Linked DNA regions of Sus scrofa: region 1 is linked to region 2. A link is a contact called in public promoter capture Hi-C data. All regions are on one chromosome and are shown on one strand. Each heading gives the region's core, a stretch centred on a gene start, on an enhancer-like site or on the middle of the called end of the contact. The rest is flanking DNA. Distances are from core to core; before and after follow the strand shown. Region 1 holds the start of C4H1orf226. Region 2 holds the start of UAP1 (UDP-N-acetylhexosamine pyrophosphorylase).

What was found. Promoter capture Hi-C pulls out the DNA fragments that hold promoters and counts their contacts.
Region 1: a promoter capture Hi-C map of liver shows a contact between it and region 2, with 4 times the contacts expected there. The contact joins the promoter of C4H1orf226 here to the promoter of UAP1 in region 2. A contact is called at or near these places in 1 of 5 promoter capture datasets (liver) and 1 of 2 datasets of contacts at active chromatin or transcription factors (alveolar macrophages).

What each region holds. Positions count from the first base shown.
Region 1 is chr4:88,469,657-88,473,468 of Sscrofa11.1, reverse strand. C4H1orf226 reads left to right here and starts at 1,728. Exons shown (of 14, transcript XR_002343372.1): 1 at 1,728-2,036.
Region 2 is chr4:87,991,967-87,995,828 of Sscrofa11.1, reverse strand. It overlaps UAP1 (UDP-N-acetylhexosamine pyrophosphorylase), which reads left to right and starts at 1,797. Exons shown (of 10, transcript XM_001928643.6): 1 at 1,797-2,048.

The DNA.
Region 1 (3,812 bases), core at 479-2,978, 480 kb before region 2:
AACACCAGATCCTTGACCCACTGAGCTAGGCCAGGGATCGAACCCGCAACCTTATGGTTCCTAGTTAGATTCATTAACCACTGAGCCACGATGGGAATTCCTGCAAATGATTTCACTGTGGTGTTTTATGGTGGTTCCAAGCCCTGACTATACAATAAGCAGTCATTTGATTTTCAAGCTGCCCTTTGTGGACGTGTTCACAAGGCATTAAAAGCCGGTTTAAGTTGATGAATTCAACAGAGGAGCTGACCATCTGGTCTCAGTGATCTCAGGTTGGGCTGGCTTTGGCATTAGCTTATTTGGTTACTTTTGATGACTCTAGGGTAATATAAAGCCATGTAGAACATAGTTATCATGCACCTCTACCTGTGGGGTTTGACAGATACTAAATAATTGGTTACTAATTACTCCTATGGGCCCTTCCTTTGCACATTTTTGCATGGCAAAAAACTCTTGATGTAACAGAGAGAAATGAATGAGCTTCTTCTTAACCACATCCAAGCACTTACTAAGGTAGGAAGAATAACATAAATTAGAAATATCTTGGATGAAGTTCCCATGGCTCAGCGGAAATGAATCTGACTAGCATCCATGAGGACGCAGATTCAATCCCTGGCCTCGCTCAGGGGGTTAAGGATCAGGTGTTGCCATGAGCTGTGGTGTAGGTCACAGATGCACTCGGATCTGCCATTGCTAGGGCTGTGAGGTAGGCTACAGCTCCAATTCAGTCCCTAGCCTGGGTACCTCCAGATGCTGAGGGTGTGGCCCCAAAAAGACCAAAAACAAACGAACAAAAAAACACCCCAAAACCTTGTAAGTTCATTTTGTCCATACCCAGGTATAGGCTGTCTAAGAAAATAAAAAGGTGTAGATTCTTCCTTCTCTAGTACCCCTTTTGGCCTACTCCATTTCCACAGGGCTTATGGCTTTTAACTATTAAAACTATCCCCAAAGGCATCCCCCAACCCTCCCAATACACAACTCACAAATCACTACTCAAAAGAACACAAAACACCTGCAATAGTCCCCCATTTGGTTACAGTCTTCATTCTCCAGAGAACGGGAACTCTCAGAATTAATAATCTAAATGTATTTGGGCCAGGACTTGGGCCTTCCAGGTAGAACGCAAAAACAAAACAACAAACACAGCCCCTCCCCCCTCCCCAAACAAAAACAAACCTCCAACCCAAAGGCGCCACTACTGCTAACTATTAGTAGTCTGGCTCAGAATCAAACTGTAAAAAACAAAAACAAGACTGTGCCCGTGTTCCTGAGACCCCGGCTGGCTAGGGCCAGGGCGAAGTTCTCGGGGTCGGGCCGCAGGACACAACCAGGACTGGGCGCGGCGCTCCCAGGGACTTTCACCTGCTCCGCGGGCAGCGCGGGGGCGGACCCGGCGACAGGCGGGGCCTGGGCGCCCCGCGGGAGGAGCCGGCCCGGGCCCGCCCCGCAGGAGGAGCCGCTCGCCGGCGGCTGATCCGGCGTCTCCGTGACAGGCACCCTGCTCCGCCGCCGCCGCCACCGCCGTCGCCTTTTCTTCCTCGTCCCGGGCTGCCCGCGCCACTGCTCCCAGGCCGGCGCCGCGCCCAGTCCCACCGCGGGCCGCGCGCCCACCGCTCCCCTCCCCCGGCCGGGGCGCCGCGCACGCCCGCCCCCGCCGCCGCCCCCGCCACCCTCCTTGCCGGCAGGAATTGCGCGGCCACAGCGCCGCTCGCGTCGCCCGCACCCGCGCCGCCCGGCCCTAGGCGTTGATCGGAGTCCCGGCTTCCACCGTCGCCGCGCGGCCAGGGCGCACTCCGCCCCGCGACCCTCCGCTTGCGCCCCATCCACGAGCCGCCGCGCTCGGCTCCCATCTCCCCTCCCCGGGGTCCTACCAGCCCCTTCCTGCCACCGCCGCCGCCTCTGGAGGAGCCGGTCCACCGAGGGTCACCATGCCCAGCAAAACCAAGTACAACCTTGTGGACGATGGGCACGACCTGCGGATCCCCTTGCACAACGAGGACGCCTTCCAACACGGCATCTGCTTCGAGGCCAAGGTGAGGGGGCCCTGGAGAGGGGACTGCCCGGAGAGGGCATGTCTGAGTGAATGGGATGCGCAGAGCTGGTGGGTTAGGCTGATTTGAGGGCCTTTCTGTTAGGGAGGGTGACTGCCCCTTCCCAGTATAGAATTCTCTGGGCTTCTGCCCAGAACTGCTAAAGAGCAACTGCAAAGTTTGAGCGGTATTGCTTCACCCCTTCTCCCACCTGCAGACTCCCCCATCCTTACCCGCCCAGGACTGATTGAGTTACTTCCCATATCCCTCCTTCTGAGGAGGAAAAACCAGTGGGTGTGCGCAGCCCGGCCGTGGTTCTTTAGAATCGGTTTAGGGAAGCTCTGATGTTATTTAATCATTGGGATCCTGTGAGAGAGGTGCTTTCAGGAAAGTCTTTTAAAGGGGAAATACCTGCCTCCTGATTGAGGAAAATAATACAGGGTGGTTTTTGTTTTTAGATTCCAGGTAACCTGGGCCAGGTGTCAGAACCACTTCCTAAATGCCTTATTTGCCAAGACTCCTTTGCGAGTGCCAGGCATTGAAGGGGGGAAGTGTGGTGAAAGCTGCCCATTTGCTAGTTTTGTGGCATAAAGTTAAGTTTCAGCAACTAGTAGGGGACAGCTGCTGGAGAATTTATCAGGGGTGACTGGAATTTTCAGCTCAGAGCCCCAGGTCTATCCTGGGGGGCGGGGGCGGGGTGGAAGCCTCTGTACTGGACCTTCAGGTGTGAATAAGGCGGGCCCCCTGTGATGCCCTTCCCGAGTGAGGAGTTCTGGTTTCTGAGATTACAGCTGGGACTCCCACTGCCCATCACATGGGAAGAGTGCTTCTGCTCTTCCTTCATGCTGCTTGATGCCCTCCCCCCAAGACTCAGGCACCTACTGTGTGCCTGCTATTGGTAAATAGTGCACTTCCAGTAGGTTGTGTCTTGCTGGTTTTGATATGGAGACAATTTTCTCTTCATTCCTTTTTTTTCTCCTTCATGACTTTGTAGATGCAGGGTGTTTGCATCTCAGGCAGGGATTACTCCATCAGGTGGCAATTTCCTTCAGTTCATGAAACATCTTTTCTAGTGTTTGATATGAGCCCAGTATGGTCGGTTATCTTTTAGTTTTTTCCTTTTCATGGAGATGTGTGAATTGGTGAATCTTACCTTTTTAAAAATAACCTTCCCTCAATCATATTTGCTGGAGCTGGGAGGACACCCTCTGTTCCCTGAGACATCAAACCCTGCAGTGGAATGCAGAGCTGAATTTCTGGGTATGGTTGGGATCAGAGTGGGGCTGTAGCCAAGATCTTATCTCGCTTCTCTCAGAATAGATCTGGTTGGTCTAAGATAGGATGTTTGGGTTAATTTTTGTCTGGGCCTGTTGCTTTCGTAAGCAAGTGTTTAAATTTAAATTATGAGTTTTCATTACGGTCATGATTTAATTTTCTTGGACATGCATAAGCTGGGAAATTGGCTTTTGTCTTGTTTGATTTGCCAGTGCTCTGTTTTGCAAGAAAGAAGAAGAGAAATTAGAATGAAAGTGTTTTTAACCTTTTTATTCAATTCTCATAGTCTCTGCATTTGGTCCTAGCTAGGTCTGCTAAACGAGCATGCATAAGAATCACCAGGTGAGGTTGTTAAAAGTCTGATTCTTGCCACACCTTCATTCTAATATGATACACCCAAGTGAGAGCTGGGAATTGTGTACCTCTGAGGAGCATCCCAGGTGATTTAATGCAGGTGATTGGGACCAGACTTTGAAAAACACTGGGCTTGAAGCTTGCCTCCAA
Region 2 (3,862 bases), core at 548-3,047:
CATCTTCGACCTACACCACAGAACATGGCAAGCCAGATCTTTAACCCACTGAGCGAGGCCAGGGATCGAACTCGCAACCTCACGGTTCCTAGTCTGATTCATTCCTGCCATGCCACAAAGGGAATGCTAAAATCTTCATATATTTCTTTCTCAGGGAGTAGAAGTGTGGAAGAGTAAGAATCAGTATATTTCTAGAAAGCAATTGTCTTAAACTCTTTTCTTAAAGGTCACAAAGATACATTCAGTTACATTATGGTGGGCACACTTCTAGGTCTCTTTAAATGGGATGTTGGCAACATTAATGGGAGGAATTTTGTTCCCAGTTATCATACATGATTTGAGAGAAATGTTCTTTATGTTACCAAGGATCCAAACAACAAAAGGTTTTCCAGATGATGATAAGTATATCAAAGTATCCAGAACCTAGAACAGTGCCTGACACAGCATAAGAACTCACATAAAATAATTAAAATTTATTTAGTATTTACTCTGTTCTACATTCTTTTCTTATATTCATTGGTTTAATCCTCATAACAACCCAAAGGGACCATTTTTATTACTATCTGTGTTTTACAGATAAGAAAACTGATGCCTAAGAGTTAACTTACCAAAGATACCAAGCAATAAAGAAGCTGCAGTTCTGTCTTAAGATCCCATGCTTATAACCACTATACTATAAATTTTTCAAACAAATAGATGACATTCTGAGATCATGTAAGATAGAGTATTCAACCTTCCGAATGTGTATCTACAATCATTACTTAGCCAGTGTAAATTTTTCTGTTAACTTAGTGCAGTGCATGATTTTGAAATTGCTGAAAAAAATTAAAAGGCCCTTGCGCTAAAGAAGAAAGAAGACAGGCACCTAAAATGCCTGAAATTCTTTTTAGGTATTTTGTTAAATCTAGATGTTTTTGGTATTTCAACATATTGGACATATTGCAAAAACTGTGCCAAGTGCTATGTAACTTTTAACATAAACACAGCTTTTAAAGGTACAGGGCCGAGCACATAATCTGCATGCGCACTTCCACACAAGGTAATATGTATACAGGCAATTATAAACAGTGGCACTGCAATGGCCTTGGAGGTCAAGCAGTCCAACCACCATTTTCGTATCAAATGCTGATGCCCAAGGAGGTTAAGTTCACAGTCCTGCAAAGCTTACACCTGGCTTCAGTCTCACAGACTCGGTTTTCATTTCATCAGGTTACCTAATACATTTGCTTGCATTTCCTCTGTTGTTTATTTTGTGCCTCACGTGCTTAAGACCTGAAACACCATAAAACAGAAAGACGATGGGGCCCCGCCTATCTGGCCAAGTCAATAGCTAGCCCAAGGTCAGAGGGCAGGCCCGGTCCACCCTCCGGGTTCTGCGCTGGGATGTCCGCCGCCCCTCTTTCGCAACTTTCGGTGTGGGCGATCGGAAATCCGCCACCCGATGACACAGCTCTCCACCCCACTTCGCGGTCCGTTTCTGGAAAGGTGGGACGTCCTGAGCCGCGGTGCCAAGAGGCCGAGGGACGTCACCTCGCGGTACCACACCGTGACGTCAGGGCTCTTAGGACCCGCTCACGATACCTAAGTGGGGCTCCGGCGTCGCCCCTCCCAGCCGACGCAAAAGACACCCCTCCGGGACCAGGAGGGAGCTCGCGGGGTAGGGAGGGGAGGGCGGGAACGGGGCGGCCTGCAGACTGGACCCCTGAGCTATCCCTATTGGACCGGAGAATGAGTGACGCGAGAGGTCCCGCCTCTCCTCGCCCCGCCCCGGCGCCCCTCTCGGCGCGGGCCTAGTGCTTGCGTTCTGGGCGCTGACGTGTCGGGGCGGGTGACTTCGGCTCCTCCCCGTGCGGGCAGCCACTCGTCGCGGCGACAGAGGGGCGGGGTGGCCGGGGCCGGCGCTCCCCCTGGCCCCTGCTCCCGGCCCGCCCCGCCGCCCCGGCCCCCCGGATGAGGGTATATATTCGGAGCGGGCGCGGGAGGCCGATGAGTGGCCGCGCCGAAGGAGCCAGAGCCGGGCGGAGCAGCGGTCGGTCGCGCCGAGGGAGGTGAGGGGCTCCCAGCCCAGTGGCTATCTCTTTCTCCCCGCCACCCTGGAGGAGACGGCTGGACCGGGTCGGGTGGGGGCTTGGTGCAGCCACGCACACGCTTCCACGGCCACGCGCACAGACGTGGACACGCGGCGCGCCTACGTGCTCTGAGCCAACAGCCTGGCACACGCCAAGGAGCCCGCCTGCCCACCCACACCACTCCCCGCATGCCCATCTGCGTTTCTCAACCTTGGCAATCCGCTGGGAGTGCTGGGATGCGGGCGCCCGGATGGCCTGGGGGCTTTGGGGAGGGGGTTTGGGGCAGTGTCTGGATTAGGGGTTTGCCAAGCGGTTGGGAGTGGGGCCTCACCTGGACTGGGATAGGGGCCTTGAGGCTCTCATGCTAGGGCCTTGTGGACAGTTATGCCCAGCTTGGGGGTGGGGTGCCACAGTGGGGACCGGTCGTTGGAACTGTCCGGTGGAAGCGAGTTGGGGTGTCTTGAATACATGAGGAAAATAATCCGAAAGCGTTTGCAGTAAGGATTGGTGATAACCTGTGGGGGACGTGAGAGTGGGACAAAACCTGTTTGCCACTTTTGTTTTGATTTGGTAAGGGGAGAGGGTTGAAATATCTGGTTTTCCCTTGCCGTGACCAAGCAGAAGAATGGGCTTGAAGGGTTGAGAGCAACATGTTCTGAACATATGGCTTCCTGAGGATTTTATTAAGTTTGGCCTGACGCTATGCTATATTTATTTGTACATGGAGTATGAAATCTGAAATCAAGTAATAATGATTATGATAATAGTTATATATGATTATGTAGTGCCTTTCCTTTAAGTCCTTTCAGGTGAAATGCACTAGGTGTGGGCTGTGTTCGCAGGAAACTGGAGGTAGTTTATATTCTTTCACTATTACTGAGTTGGCTTATTTAGCTGGGGCTGAAAAAGACTTCATTGTAAATGCTCCTCCCCAAGACTACTTTTCAAAAGCTCTAAGAGGTTTACATATCAGTTGTGGGGGGAGGAACATAATATTTCAACAGAGATGAGGGTAGGAGACCAGAAAAGGAGGGGGGAAATACTGAATTTCTTTTATACTGGAATTTAAATTCTAATAACAGTATATTTGATAATGGGGGACTATTAACAAATATGCCATTGATTTTTTATGCAGATGCATTAGGCTATGGGCATATAGCAAGTTCTGTCATAATTTCTAGATCTTCAGCTTTTTCAGACGTTGGTTGTTAAAAATCCTAGCCTAATTCTCCGATTCACTATTCTTATCATTATACACATGCACACATTTCTTGTCAGAATTAATGGGGAAAATGGTACTATTTTCACGGCATGGAAGTGATTACATCTGTTTCATCCTGTAAAGTTTCCTCTCCTACTTGTCCTGTACGTTTCCTTCCTTTCTCCATTTCTACTGGCTTATGAATTGTTTGCAAAGTGACATCAATGTGTCTATATTTCTGAATAAAAATATAAATTATGTGTTTCTTTCTCTTGCCACTCCTCTCTTTTACACATGCACACACATACACATACACAGAGAGAGAGAGAGAGAGAGAGAGAGAGAGAGAGAGAGAGAGAGAGAAGAGAGAGAAAGTAGTCTTTCTCCTGAGAGGCAGTGTAGCATGATGGTTAAGAGCAATTACTTAAGAGTCAGGTTGTCAGAGTCTGAATCCTAGCTCTGTCTCTTAACTGGTTTTGGACCTTGGGCAGATTATCTCTGTGGCTCAGTTTCTTCCTCTATAAAGTAATCTCAATAACGGTACTTTAGATTTGTTTTGAGGATTAAATGAACAGCTATCTATAAAGCAATT